Linked DNA regions of Mus musculus: all the other regions are linked to region 1. A link is a contact called in public HiChIP or PLAC-seq and promoter capture Hi-C data. All regions are on one chromosome and are shown on one strand. Each heading gives the region's core, a stretch centred on a gene start, on an enhancer-like site or on the middle of the called end of the contact. The rest is flanking DNA. Distances are from core to core; before and after follow the strand shown.

Region 1 (3,618 bases), core at 648-3,147:
CTGTCTCTCTCTCTCTCTCTCTCTCTCTCTCTCTCTCTCTCCTCTACTACTCTCTCAACTCCCCTCTCCATGCCCTGAATATACTCTATTCTATACTGTAGTGTGGCTGGTCCCTCAGGGGGAAGGGATGCCTCAGCATGGGTCCGCGGAGGCACCCCCTTCCCCACACCCCCACCAAACATTCCTTCTCTGTTGTGGACAGCCCGGGGACCTAAAAGTTTAGGGTTGGGAAAAGGGTCTGCCAGGTAGGGACTGAGGGATGCTGGGAAAAGCTGGGGGCCAGGCCTGCTTTGGTGTGTAAAATACACCTCAGCTGCTTGTTCTGGGGTCTGAAACCCAACAGTTACCAGCAGTCGCCGAAGCACAGCTCTGTTCTTGAAAAAGACTCCTGCACAATTAGTTTTTCTGCCCCGTATCACCGGGAGGCAGGAGCTCCGCGAAGGGAGCGGGGAGGAGAGAAAGAGGTGAGTTTGAAAACCTCACGGTTAAGCGCTCATCCTCCGGGGTGGGGGTGGGGGGGAGGGGTGGGGGGGAAGGCTCTCCACAGTAATAAGTACAAGGCAATTACATTCTGTTGTGAGTTATTAAATTGGGGGGGGGGGGAGACAAACATAATAAAATGGAGACATTTGTAGAGCGGTTGAAATAAAATAAAAGTGGTTGAAAATAAAACCACTACCTAAAGTTTCCTGGAGCCTAACCTTCAAGGCATTATCATAAAGACTAACAAAGTGCTAAGGAAGTTAGAGCCGGGCGGGAACCCAGTCGGCAGACGGAAGCAACGCTGCCTTCCCAAAGCTGTCACTTCTTACATGTCTAAAGAAGCAACGTAGCCGGGCGTGGTGGCGCACGCCTTTAATCCCAGCACTCGGGAGGCAGAGGCAGGCGGATTTCTGAGTTCGAGGCCAGCCTGGTCTACAAAGTGAGCTCCAGGACAGCCAGGGCTATACAGAGAAACCCTGTCTCGAAAAACCAAAAAACCCAAAAAAAAAAAAAAAAAAAAAAAAAAAAAAAAAAAGAAGCAACGTGTGGTGAGAGCTGGCCTGAGCTGTCTGGCCAGGGGAGGCTCAATTCTTGACCTGGATAATGGGTCTCAAGATGCAATAAAGGAGCCATTTCTGATTACCCAGGTGGTTGCAGAAGTTCTGCCCTGCACGCAAGTGAGGCACATAGTGGCTCTTTGGACTATCATTTCTGCTGGGCCTGTTATAAGCATGAAGAAGGTAGGTGACCCAACCCCGTCTCAAATAAACAAATACATAAATAGCCAATCACTTCTGGACCTGGAGCTATCGCTCAGTCCTAAGAGCACTGGCTGCTCCCCCAGAACACCGGGGTTCAGATCCCAGCACCTACGAGGCATTTCACAGCTGTTTGTAATTCCAGTTCCCCTGGATCCGATGCCCTCTTCTGGCCTCCATGAGCATTGCATTCATTTAATGCACAGATATACAAGCAAATTAAATATACACGCAATAAAAATAAAATGTAGCCGGGCGTGGTGGCGCACGCCTTTAATCCCAGCACTCGGGAGGCAGAGGCAGGTGGATTTCTGAGTTCGAGGCCAGCCTGGTCTACAAAGTGAGTTCCAGGACAGCCAGGGCTATACAGAGAAACCCTGTCTCGAAAAACAAAAAATAAAATAAAATGTAAAAAAAAAATAATAAGATGAGTGACAGAAAGAGGGGACAATAGGGGAAAGGATAAGAAGGGAGGTGAGGGTGATGCTGGCAGCCTAACGCCATTGCTATAAGAAGCTGCACTACTAATCTGAACCAGAAGAGGGCAGGGCTGCTGAAATTGAAATGATGAACGCATCCTTTCTGGTCCTTTGCAGACACCGTACTCAGTTTCCTCTGTTGGGCGGGGTTAACCGTCCGGAAGCGGAAGCCTCGTTCTTTCCCCGTTCTCTTCGGTTCTCATCGCTGTGAGTGTGCTGGGCAGGTGGGGAAGGGCGTTCAATCCGGGGCGATCCGCAGCCGGGGAGGGCGCAGGGAGCACGGGTGTGCGGGGAGCGAGGGAGGGAGGAGGGAGGGGTGCGGCGGGCGGATCGGGGAAATAGGATCGCGGCCGGTTAACTCGGGATTGTACCCCGCAGGTGCGGACGCCAGAGCCGAGCCCGCGTCGCCATGGTGAGTGCGGGACGAGGGACCGGGGCGGGCTTGGGCGTCCCCCGGACGCGCACGTTCCCCCGGCTCATCTTCTGTCCCTCCTATGTTACAGCCTCGGAAAATTGAGGAGATCAAGGACTTTCTGCTGACAGCCCGGCGGAAGGATGCCAAGTGTAAGTGCGGGCTCCCGGGAGGCTCAGGGCGAGCCCGAGGGACGGGCGGAGGGAGGCATCGGGCGGCTCGGAACAGCAGGTTATGGCGAGCTTGGCGACCCAGCGTGTCACACTGAGGTTGGCATTGCCACGTGTGCACACCCCGATCACAGCGAGCCTTGTAGTTCAGTACCGGGCTTGCCCGCGTGGTGGAGTCCGGAGAATCCCTGGGAGTTAGAAGCTCTCCAGGGCTGCGTAGCGAGACCCTGTCCTTAAAAAAAAAAAAGAAAAAAGTGTCATTTACCAGTAACCTTCAGCTTCCAAATAAGCGAGTGCGAGGTGACGAGACAAAGCAGAGCCAGTGTGCTGGCCCAGGTCTGCCTGCTTAATCTCGGGCCGAGGCAAGAGAACTGAGCATCCAACGCTATCCTTGGCCTACATAGCAAGGCGCTTGCTTCTTCCTGCGCTGGGTTCGCTCCTGCTCGGCATGAGCTGAGATTCAGAGCCAGGCCTGGTGCACAGACTGCAGTCCCCGAATTCCGGAGGCAGGGACAAAGGGATGGGGAAATGCTAGGCTCTCCTTGGTTACATTGTCTCGAAAATAGATTAAAACAAGCAGGTTCAAAGTTGTTTGTCGGCTCCTGCTGCTTTCTGTATTGTTCTTTCATACACGAAGAGGGAATTGTCTGCTACTTAAAGGATGTTTGGGGAGGATGTGCCTAGCGAGAAACCTTGGGTGATGTTATCTTCCCATGGCAGCTAAAAAGAGGTCTGGTCTTCTACTGTGTGAGATAGCCCTATGGGCCTTCCTTTTCCTCCCCAGATCGGACTTATAAACATCAGATAATGAGCGGAAGTAGACCTAGGTGGGCAGGAAGAGCCTTTGCAAGGTCCTTAGGTGTACTCTGTCACGTCAGACAGGCTGTTGCCTCTGATGTGGTTGTCTGTGGGCCGGCGGCCACCGGCCTGGCGAATGTCTCCTGCTGGTGGGCACAGTGGGGTTTGCTGGTGTTTTCCATCCGGCCTGTAACATTTGGCACTGCCTTCTCAAGTCTCAGCTCGGCCACGGGCCACAGTTCTTTTCTCCTGTTTAACTTTAAGAGTGTGGAATCAGAGGTCATGCCTCCAGATTGCTGAGGTCAACCTAGCAGGCCTGTCAGTTCCTTAATTAGTTAAGAAAATGAATCAAGCGTATGGGTTAGGAGAAATGCCTTTGGACCCAATTTCTGGTGGGTTTGGTTTTGTTTTGTTTAGAAATAGGCTATATGGATCTGGAATAACATTGGCACTCACCTTGTAGCCCAAGCTGGCCTCAGATCTAGAGCTCAGGGAGTCTCTCTCCGCCTCCCAAGTGT
Region 2 (3,618 bases), core at 684-3,183, 220 kb before region 1:
AGCAGATCACAGTTACAGCCGCTTTACTCTCTCTGCCCAGGCAGCGCCTAGTCCCTGGCACATGACGGTTTCATGTTTCCGAAGAGGAAGAGAACAAACGCAGAAGATAATTGTAGTGGAACGGCTGATAAGTAACGTTTGGTCTCCTTTTTACAACCATTCCCTAGGGCCCCATTATGGTAATTTTTCTTCTATAACTGGCAAATTGTATAACGAGTCAGATGATAAACCAGCAAGCAAGGCAGAAATTTGCATTTTAATACATCTGATGGTGCCATCCCCCACTTCAGTCTCTGAGGGGTCAGCACCCCTCTGATCCTGGGTCCCCTGGCACCATGCCCTCCCAACCCTCCCCTTGCTCTCAGTGAGCGACGCCAGAGCACTCAATAAATATAACATTTCAAGTGGAAGCCGGGAATCTGCTTTCTCAGATATTATGGAAAGTAAACGTAAGGCTGGGCCCTCGCACTGGCCAGCCAGGCCCTCCCCAGCTCCATTGCTTATTGAAGGCTATGCTCATCCAGGAACCTAAGCTGTGCCTCAGTTTCCTTTTCTGTCAAGTGTATTATTTTAATACCTATAGTAGGTTTTGCATTTACCTTTTCATTTCTCCCTTCGAAGTGCTAGAGAGGTGGCTCAGCAATTAAGAGTGCTTACTGCTTTCTTGGAGGACCCAGGCTCGGTTTCAAACACCCATATCAGGCAGTTCACCACCATCTCTAACTCCTGCTGCAGGAATCTCTTGCCCTCTAGCTTCCATGGGTACCCACATGTACACAGTGCACATAAATTTGTCCGAGTACACACACAGGCACATACAATTTTTTAAAATTGATAATGTCTTAAGACTTTCTTCTGTGTGTGTACAAAGTGTACATGTTCATACGTAAGTGCGTGCTTGTGTATATGTGTGTGGTGTGTGTGTCCAAACACACACACTCTTGCACACACATGTGTGCATGTTTTGTGAAGGCCAGGCCAATGCTGGGAGTCTTTCTCAATCATTCTCCAGCTTATATTATGTTTAGAGGCAGGGTCTCTCATTGAACCTGACGCTCATCACTTCAGCCAGCTTGGCTGGCTCTCAGCACTAGGGATCCTCTTGTCTCTGCCTCCCCAGTGCTAATGTGCAGCTGCTCACCACACCACCAGCCTTTTGATTCGGGTGTTGAGGATTTGAACTGAGCCTGAGCCCTCTCCCCAAACCTTATACTAGGCTCGTTAATGCCTGGTGGATAGCATTTGTGATAACTATTCATTATTATAATAAATATTATACCATTAATATTTATTGATAAATTGACAAGCATTTCTACATCTTATTAATGGAGATTAATATTAATAAATATTAATGCTATTAATTGTTGGTAAATATTAATGATCTAGCTGTGGTGGTGATGGCTATAACTACTACTGATAAATAATTAATATCATAGATAATACATGGCAGTGGTGCTAAGAATGGTGGGAAGACTCCTGGGTCTATGGTGCTGTGATTCTAGTCAAGACTTGTAATGGTGTCTGTCCCTGCTTCTCACACATCCGACTGCATTGATGCCACCACTTTCCCTTCAGACCCCAGGACTCCTGGAAGGGACTGGGGAACACGGTAAGCCAGGACACACACACACACACACACACACCCCAGTACTGTCCCAACACTGCCCTATTCACCCCCTGGAAAAATCCAGTTTCAGTAGTTCTAGAACCTTCCACCCACTTGACCTGGTAGAAAGGGTACCAACCTGAATCACGGGCTTGACCTTGAAGCTTTGTGGTATCTCCTGTCCCTGTCATATCAGGAAAGAGAGTTCACTTCCCATCTTCGGTGGGGAGCAGAATGGTGTTCACTCTTCAGGGCGGGCGGTGAAAGGGTTAACAGAGGCTGTGCCTGGCGCCCCACAGACACCAGTTGAACTTGCCAGTTGCTGACTGCAGAGGATAGCACTTGCAGCCCAGCCAGCTTCTCCAAGGTGGTTCCATTTGGCAGGGGCGGCCTGTCCTTTCATGCAAGAGAAGCTGAGTGCGATCCAGGAATGCCTGCCAAAACCCTGGGATTATTATCTTAGCCCCAGGAGTGAAGTCTCTGGGGATTGGCATGCCCTGTTGTTTGAATTTATTAGGCCCGGGCCCCTCCATCGGGCAGGTCAGAGGGGGAGAAACGTGTTGTCACAGTGAGGCTTTGTGGGAGTTATTTTTAGAACATCTCCAACTCTTCGGGCTCATCAGAGGTTCCAAATCAGTGCAGGAAATTGGTTTGTTTTCCAACGTGATGAGGTTTTTCAGTCCATCTCCCCGAGCTAGGATAGTGGCTGCTTTTCCCACACAAAATGAATCACAACTCATGATGTGGACGTGGGTAGTGGGATCAGATTTAGACCATTCAAGGAATGCACACTGACCACCTGTTATGTGCCAGATCTGATCTAGACACAACTTTCCACTTGTGCGGAACTTATGATGTTCCAATGTGGGAGACACAGGGGAGTGGAAACTGAAGAAGCAGGTAGGTGACAGGTTGAAGATGGGTGTTGGGAGAACACAGCGGGATTGGGGTGGGGGTGGGGTCCTGTTAAATCACCAGTGGGGGATATGCAGAGTAGATTGTAGGTCTCTGTTTTCCAGATCTTTCCTTTAACAGAGAATGGGACGTCCTGGCTCTTGGTAATGCCTCTCCCCTCACTCCACATGGCTCATTTGGGCTAATAGTATATGCGGCTCCATGATGCAGTGAAGACTGCCTGTGTTCTTGAGGCTGGAAGTGGCCTTGAACCTCTGACACTGACCACATGTCTTAATTACTTTTCTATTGCTATGACAAAACACCACAGCCAAGGAAATGTATTTTTTAAAAAAAATTAATTTGGGGGTTCATGGGTCACCATGAACAGGGAAGGTCACCATGGCAGGGAGCACAAAAGAAGCAGGCAGGCAGGCATGGCAGAGGAGCAGTGGGTGAGCACTTCCGTCTGACAAACAAGCACCAGGCAGAGGGAGAGCTATCGGGGAATGGTGTGGGCTTTTGAAACCTTTTCCAACAAGGTTGTTCACATCTTTTAATCCTTCCCAAACAATTTCACAAACTGGGAACCAAGCACTTGAATATAGGAGCCTTTGGGAACCATTCATATTCAAACCACAACACCAGGTATGCAAACATGCAAGAGTAGAGTAGACATAACTAATGTGCCATCCTGTAATACAGCCTGAACCAACCCAGGCCAGCCAGTTTGGGCCACCTCCAAATTGAAAAGCACAGCTATGACCTAAGACACCGTATAGAGACTCCATAGCAGGTCTACTTTAGCTCCAGATTTCAGAAAGATAAAATCAAGCCGTCTTACTAATCGGCCTTTTACTGGATGCCGTGTGGTGAATCTGCTTTCCCCTCATTCAAGTCCCTGGCTAGTTTGGCTTCCTTGTGTTTCTGGGACTAAAGTTCTCGTTCCTGACTGGTCACTGGGTAGGGTTTGCTCTGGGAAGCTAGGACTTCTGTGCTATTTGGATGTGGCCCTTATATCTCTGAAGCGGCAACAGAACATAGAAACCTCTCATATGTGAACGCTGACTCTCTGCCTTTGTTTCTGAGGGCCTTGTGCGATCACTCTGGTCTGCCTA
Region 3 (3,618 bases), core at 729-3,228, 180 kb after region 1:
CTAAGCAGAGCAGAGCAGGGATCTGGGAGAAGCAGAGGTGGGAGCCATCTGCCCCAGGGACTTGCTTTGTCCTTTGAAGGCAGATTTTGTTACAAGAAGGGGGCCTTAGAGAACAGGGAAGAGCTAAGAGTTCTCAGATACTGGCCTCCTTTCTAAGACCAGCTGCCTCACAAGGCTAGCTGAGGGCAGGGCTCAGCCCCAGTGGGACAGTCCCTTTTAAGTGACTCTCAGTGTGTGACCAGGCCGGATAGATAACCCTGCCCGGTGGGAAGCAGGGGCTAAGAGTGTGGTTTTGTTTGGAGACAGAATCTTATGTAGTCCAGCCTGCCTCTTCTCCCCAAGGGCTAGAGCTACAGGTGTGAGCCAAGCAGGGCAAACCAGTCATATAGTTTTGGAGACTGTAGGGAAAAGAGAAGACAGAAAATTGAGATCCTTTGCAGGGTCTTGACACTCACCCCCCCAGCCCCCCCCCCCCCCAAGCTGGCTTTTCACAGATGCCAAAAAGCCCTCAGCAGAGTTAGGCATTGGTCACCTAGTTAATGAAAACCAGGCAGAGGCCAGGGAGACTTTCACCGTTCACTTAGGTCTAACCAGTCTGTTTGCCTTTCTAGCTAGCGTGGGCACTAACTGCCTGCTCCATTCAAGCCTTGACACCTGAGCCTTAGATCTCTAACCTTGGGTTGGGAGGTGGATTTAGGAATGGGAGCGGGTACCCCCACAGCAGCCACCCACTGAAATAGTTCGAGCTTTGCCACATTCCCCAGACCTGACAGAAACTACAGGGCACAGGAAAGGATTCAGGGTTCTAGAAAGTCTGGGCCCCACAGGCTTCTCCCCCCCACACCCCCCTTAAATAAACATTCCTCCTAGAGTCAGAAAAGAACAGAGCGGTGAGGAGGAACCGGCCGAAGGTTTTATCGCTCCGGCAACTCCGGGTGATTCATTGAGTTTAGACTCCAGGTTGTCATAGATGGAGGTACTCAAACACACAGCCAGTCGGGGAGGTACGGGTCACTAGCTCCCTGACCTCCTCCACCTGGCTATCCCCTCGCCTGTGACCAGCTGCCTCCCCCCTCCCGCCCCCCCGCCCCCCCCCCCTCCTCGCGGGAGCCCAGGATTGAGCAAACACGCCCTGCAGCCTGCCCAGCCACCGGCTGGCTCCGACCGCGCTCCTGGCGATCCCCCAGGCAACTCGGCGTCGCGAGAACCCGCACCCTGAGACCCGACTCCCTGCCCTCCCCCAGAGTCCCCAAGGCCCCTGTCAGGCCCAACAACCTCTCCCTTGCTCTTGCGACTTGTCCCCTACGGGGATACAGCGCAATGCAACCAGACCCACTCAGTGCTCCAAAGACAGCACAACTCACTCCCGCGGGATCCCAGGTCCCCAGAGAAAGTGGCCGGAAAGAAAAAAATCTCTTGTTTACTGGGCCAGATAGGCCTCAGCTGGGATTCGCTTCCCTATTTCTGCGGTTTCTTTTCAGCAGATTCCCGGGGCTGGAGGAGAAAGGGTGGATCCGCCCGGGCAGGGAGTGGGGGTGTGGTTCAGGGGAATCTGAATTCGTGGAAAGGTCTTCAGACTTCGGGAGAGGCTGGACTTAGAGTCAGCAACAACGTGGCCAGGAGCGCACAGACCACAGGGATCCTGTTAAACACTACCTCGGGAACAAAACTGAGAGGCTAATTAGGACAGGTCACCACAGGGAACCGGGACGCGGGGAGGGGAGCCCGCGTTGTAAGAAACTCGGGCGTGGGGTAGTCAGGCCGACAAAGACTCCGGCCAACAGCCCGCAGGGGTTCTGGACTCAGTCCACAGATTTAGGGACGTGCGCCGTGACATTCCCTCGTGATCTTGGAGACTGGGCTCTTCGGGAAGGATCACGCACGAAAGAGGAGGACGCTCCGTGTGCGCTGTGTCCACGTGTGCAAGCTCGCTAGGGGAGGGGGCGCGGAGCCGTGACAAAGACGGACTTTGTGTCCTAGTGTGTTCCTCGCTCCAGCCCGGAGCAGCGAACTGTGCCAGGCATGTGTCTCATGGGAAAGCCAGGACGAAAGTGACAAAGGTTGGGTGTCTGTCACGGGTAGACGCGCCAAGGTGGCCACCGTGAGTCTGTGGGTGCGTGCGATCGCTGGGAGATGCAGCCTAGGGGTGTACTGAGCTGCACCCCGAACCTCTTTCGGGAGAGAAAGGCGAATCCAGAAAGTGAGTACGCGCAAGTGCGCGCGCGCCCGCGTGCGGGGGCGTGGCAGTAAACAGCAACAACCCACTAGTCAGTTTGGCCAGAAACTCCGATCGCCTTTCCCAACCCGAAAGTGCGCGTCGGCCGAGCCTGGAGGTGAGTCGGAGGGGGCAGGGCCGGGCGCGCTTTGTTACTGGGGATTAGGATTGCTCGTACCTGGAGCGCTGCTGGCCCCGGAGGAGCGCCGGGAATGGAGGTGATGTCACGGTGATGCAGCCCGGCCCACCCTGGCCGAGAGAGGGGAGCACTGTGCCTGGGGAGGCGGGCGGGAGAGCGAGCCACTGAGCGCGCTTAGCTCAGTGCTCAGTCGGGGGTCCCTGGGAGGCAGGCCCCCGCACCTTTGCTCAGGCCTGGTCACCCCCCGCCTGAACGGGCTCTGGCCCCGCGCCCTGCTTTGAGTCCCTCCTACGCCCGCCGGCGCCCTGCCTGGGGCCGAAGTTGGCTCTGAGCGCGGCGCCGGAGCGGGCTGGCTGCGCGTCCCAGGTAAGGGCTGCTGCCTCGGCGCTCCGCCCTAGCCATCGGCCCGCAGGAAGGGCTGGGTCCAGCTGGCTGGGAAAGGGAGAGGGCCGAGGCCCCCGGTGAAAACCCAAGGGGTGGGTGACGATGCACCCACTCTACAAGTTCGCAGAAAGTTTCCAAACCCGAGCCAGCTGGGGATTTAATGGCTCGGGGAAGCCAGGTTCTGCGGCCGGGGGTGTTCCGCAAGGGATCTTAGTGTCGGAGAGCTGTTCCTCTATCCACTCTCGTAGTGGGAGGCTACGGTCGACTGTGACTGTAGGTTGGCTTCCTTTCCTTATTTCGCGGCAGTGCGTGGGGAGGGCAGGTTTCTGTGACCAGAGGGATTAGGGACAGAGAGCCTGGTCCTTTGCTCTTTCGGTTCGAACTTTCAGGGGCGTAGAGTGTTGACACAGTCCAGTTGGAATAGGGAGGTGAAGGCTCAGGATCTCTCCGCGGGAAGTTTGGAATTTCAGAGGCCTACGGCGCTTCTCCGTGTAGAGGCCTATGTTCTGGGTCCCACCCCTTATTCACCCCTGGTTTTTCCAGAGCGCTTTCCGTTTCTACTTCGCGCCCACACGTTTGCACTTACAAAGTTCTAAATCATTCCTTAAGATTTCACGATCTTGATTCTGAAGTACAGACACGAGAATATATAGAAGCGTGGCTTTGTGCTCCTGGAGAACCCCATCCCCCCAACAAGGTCTGTTCTGTGGCTGGGAGGGAGTGCTGCTGGCGATGGGGGTGGGGCACATTCCAAGCGGAGAGCAGACCCTTGATTGCTTAGAAGATCTAAGACTCGGCGTGCTGGGGTATTTTGGTCCAGTGAAAGGGAGGACAGTAAACGGGCTGTGGGTCCTCCCGTGCCTTAGCATCTCTCCAGGTC
Region 4 (3,618 bases), core at 428-2,927, 150 kb after region 1:
AGGACAACTCTGTGGAGTCAGCTCTCTCCTGTCCTTACAAAGAGGGTTCAAGGCACTGAATTGACATTGTCAGTTTGTGGGGTAGGCAACTTCACCCACGGAGCCACCTCACCAACCCATTAAAATCAGCAAACATGGCTGATGCCTGAGGAACAAATGAGATCCATGGTCATCCCCTGGCTTCTGCACTGACAGTCACATGTGTGCATGTTTATGTGCTCACCCATGCACATGCACACACTTGCACTTGCACATGCATGCACACGGGCACACACATGCACACTTGCACACATGCATGCGTGCACACAAGCACACTCGCACATACATGCATGCACACAGGCACACACATACACACTTGCACATACACACATGTCCACAGGCACACACATGCACACTTGCACATGCATGCACCCAGGCACACACAGGTACATTTGCACATGCATGCACACAGGCACACACATGCACACTTGCACATGCATGCACACACACGTTGTTGGGGGTAGAGCCCCACCCCCAGGGTTTTGAGTTTGTCAATCCTTTTAAACCAATCTCCAGGCTTTGGAAAGTGAGTCCTTTTGTGCCTTGCCCTCAGCTTCTGCTTCAGGGCTTGGCCAGGAGACTCAACAGCTGACTTTCAGGATCCCTATGAGAGAACCTCACAGAGATGCAAACAGAATGAGGGCCCTGGGATTAAAACAGCTATCCTTTCTGCTCACTCACCCTGTGGCTTCCTGGACCACAGTGAGACTGAAGAGTATAAATCCCTTCAGTGGCAAGGGGCCTGGCCTCTGGGAGAGGGAGAGCAAGTAACTGCTATAGGCCTGTCCACTAGACTGACTCAGACAGTACAGGAGGACGCATCCTGCTAGACACTGACCCGGGTTCTGGCAGAAGACACCCTCCTTTCCTCCTAGCTCCAAACTTTGTCTCTGTAACTCCTTCCATGGATGTTTTGTTCCCAATTCTAAGAAGGGGCATTGAGTGGGGGGAGATAGCACAATCCCCCTTGTTAATCTCCCCACTGTAGCCACATTGAATAAATCAACTTTCTCTGCTATGGCTTTTCTTACTGGCCTGGTAAAGATGGCAGATGGAGACTAGTCTATGAGAGCTAACAGGGACCAGGCTCAGATATTCATAACTCCACTCATGAGGAACTCAGCCTCATATATGGGTGGACAGAACTCCATGACACTCCCACAGTCTCTATCCCTTGGCCCATATGACTCCTGCGACTTCCTTTCATCTGTGGTTACAAGGGTAAAGGAGACTTACCTAGTAGGCATCAGCCATGGGAAAGCGGTAGTGCCTGGCCATTAGGTGACCTCGGGGCTAGGTGACCTGGCTTGTCCTAGGCCACCACCCCTCCTCAAGGCCCAGTTTCTGCATCTGGGAAGCAGAAGTAGGCACTGACCCAAGAAATCTAACCCAACCTTTTGTCATCTGGATTCTTTAGAGGCCAAGAAAAGCCAGGATTAAGGCTGGCTCCCCTGGGCTCCCCTGGTCAGGTGCACACAGGCGGTGCCTTGGTTCTGTGAACACAAACCAGAAACCACTTCCTGTGTGGCTGCAGTGTGAGTGGCCTGTAAGATTCCCACTACTTCAACCTCCCTCCTCCGTTAGTTCCCCTAAGTATGACCTCAGCGGGAAGGACAACTCCTACAAAGGGAAAAGGGAACAGGTTCAGGCCCTTGTGTTCCGAAGCTTGGTTCAGCTTGGTTCGGCTTGCCCCTGGCTGCATACTTCCCCAAGCTATGCAGAAGGACTGCGGTGGCGATCTGAGGACTGCTTCTCCAATCCCAGAGCCTGAGGACACTCAGCCAGCCTCCTTTATACAGGATGCAGCTCATCACCCGAGTGATTCCAGGCAAGGGTAGTACCCACACATCCTATCACACACAGCCTTGCTGACTATCACACGGGTGGGGGCAGGGATTGGGGTGAGCAGGGAGTTTGTATACAGCCTTAGGAATCCAAAGTTCCCTGTAAGGCTGTTGTAAGTAGTCTCTGTCTAGATCAGCTATTCTCAGTGTGTGTGTGTGTGTGTGTGTGTGTGTGTGTGTGTGTTGGTTAATGCCAACTTACTAGAATTCTGGACTCACCTGGGAAGGGAGTCCCACTGAGGGATTATCTGTATTAGGTTGGCCTGTGGGTGAATCTGAGGGATTGTCTCCGTTAGGTTAAAGGAGGTGGGAGCTGCCCTGAAACGTGGGTTACATGGTTTCATAGCCTGGATCCTGGATGCAGTGAAAAGGGAAACCAGGCATAGTGGCGCACGCCTTTAATCCAGCACTCACTCAGGAGGCAGAGGCAGGGGGACCTCTGCGTTTTATCCTGAGATCGAGTTCCAGGACAGTCAGAGCTACACAGAGAAACCCTGGTCTTGAAAAAACAAATAGGAAAAAGAAAAAGAAAAGGGAGGGGGGAGAGGGAGCTAAACTCCAGCAGTCTTTACATCCTGCTGCTTGCCAATGGATACAATGTGACTGATGGATACAATGTGACTAATTGTCTCCAGCCATTGTGACTTCCCTTCAGTGATGGGCTGTAATCTGGAAGTGTGAGCCTGGAGTAGGGGTGGGGGTTGTAGGGGTCAGGACCTCTTTTCTCTAAGTTGCTTTGTTCAGGGTATTTTATCACAGCAACAGAAATGAAACAGCATCCTGGTTCCTACGTGCTTAGTTGGGAAAGGGACCTGTGTGGAGCTCAAAGCAGGGAGGTGAAAGCTTCCCCCTCTCTCCTGGCTCACCTTACAGATATCACGGGGGCCTCCCTTTCTCTCCTTTTCTGCAGAAAGCCCACCAGGGGCTAAAATGGGGGGTGGGGAATGCCATGTGACCAGGCAGGCAGAGGCAGGAGCGACAATGCAGAGGTTTAAGGGTACCCAGAGGGTAGAGTTGCAGGAAGACCGGGTGGATGTTTGTCTAGAAGCCAGAAGGCTTAGTGGAGACAGGATGACCAAATGCTGTAACAGCACACTTGACTGGCAAACCAGTTGCTTGGTGTCAGACTGGCAAAGAGCACACGCTGTTTCCATTATGAATAGCTAGTGGATTAGGGGTGTTGATGGGGGGAGATCTTTGCCAGTGGGCCATTGTCACATCAGCAGGATTTTGGTAGCAGATCACCTCCTCTCTGTGGTCTGTCATCTTGCCTGAAGCAGTCCTGACTCTGTAACAGCATAAAGTCTTCTCGTTGTTTCCTCGGCCTCCAGGATGAACCCTGTAACTCAGCGTGGCCTGGTTTCTGATTTCCCCGTGTTCCTCAGCCCCACCTAACCCCAAAGCCAGCTCCCAACAGACTCCAGATGACCCTGAGGGTTGCCCATACAATTCTCAACACCTGACACAGCACCTGACCAACACACGGGGGTGGGGGTAAGAGAGCAGGGGAGCAAGCCATCTGGTATAAAGGCATCTTGTCTTTGAAAGGAAGCAAAGGGGCAGAGACAAACATCTCACTGCGGGCGTTGAGCGGCCTCCTGTCCATCCGGTAGTCACTGTATAAACTCTTCAGAATTTTGGGGTCCCCCTGGGCTCTTCAACCACCTGTGGCCCTATTGCCTTCCGAAAATCCTGCCATACCTCTTTTTTCTCTCCATGGCATCCAGGAGAAAGG

Evidence for each region. HiChIP or PLAC-seq counts read pairs in DNA pulled down with a chosen protein or histone mark. Capture Hi-C pulls out chosen DNA fragments and counts their contacts.
Region 2: a contact with region 1 is called in an H3K4me3 HiChIP or PLAC-seq map of embryonic stem cells, with 11 read pairs. The contact joins the promoter of 4932435O22Rik here to the promoter of Rpl38 in region 1. A contact is called at or near these places in 1 of 39 promoter capture datasets (neural stem cells) and 1 of 115 datasets of contacts at active chromatin or transcription factors (embryonic stem cells).
Region 3: a promoter capture Hi-C map of adipose tissue shows a contact between it and region 1. The contact joins the promoter of Gprc5c here to the promoter of Rpl38 in region 1. A contact is called at or near these places in 1 of 39 promoter capture datasets (neural stem cells), 1 of 15 datasets of contacts at CTCF or cohesin (embryonic stem cells), 4 of 484 Hi-C or Micro-C datasets (bone marrow-derived dendritic cells, embryonic stem cells and liver), 6 of 115 datasets of contacts at active chromatin or transcription factors (bone marrow-derived macrophages, embryonic stem cells, extraembryonic endoderm stem cells and 1 more) and 3 of 9 other capture datasets (adipose tissue, liver and pancreatic islet).
Region 4: a contact with region 1 is called in an H3K4me3 HiChIP or PLAC-seq map of the SCID.adh cell line, with 13 read pairs. The contact joins the enhancer-like site here to the promoter of Rpl38 in region 1. A contact is called at or near these places in 1 of 15 datasets of contacts at CTCF or cohesin (large pre-B cells), 9 of 484 Hi-C or Micro-C datasets (the AtT-20 cell line, B cells, embryonic stem cells and 6 more), 10 of 115 datasets of contacts at active chromatin or transcription factors (the 230-238 cell line, the SCID.adh cell line, bone marrow-derived macrophages and 5 more) and 1 of 9 other capture datasets (liver).

Annotation. Positions count from the first base shown.
Region 1 is chr11:114,666,683-114,670,300 of GRCm38.p6, forward strand. Rpl38 (ribosomal protein L38) reads left to right here and starts at 1,898. Exons shown (of 4, transcript NM_001362918.1): 1 at 1,898-2,132; 2 at 2,224-2,284. The coding sequence starts at 2,130.
Region 2 is chr11:114,446,927-114,450,544 of GRCm38.p6, forward strand. It overlaps 4932435O22Rik (RIKEN cDNA 4932435O22 gene), which reads right to left and starts at 1,934. Exons shown (of 3, transcript NR_027643.2): 1 at 1,746-1,934.
Region 3 is chr11:114,849,554-114,853,171 of GRCm38.p6, forward strand. It overlaps Gprc5c (G protein-coupled receptor, family C, group 5, member C), which reads left to right and starts at 1,979. Exons shown (of 5, transcript NM_001110337.1): 1 at 1,979-2,333.
Region 4 is chr11:114,816,769-114,820,386 of GRCm38.p6, forward strand. No RefSeq gene overlaps it. Among named protein-coding and RNA genes, the nearest start is that of Gpr142, 15 kb to the left of the region's middle. Within about 2 kb of position 1,678, at least 47 of the 459 cell types and tissues checked have an H3K27ac peak or open chromatin away from gene starts, as enhancers often do. A contact at or near this core is called in the SCID.adh cell line and bone marrow-derived macrophages, where this site is marked.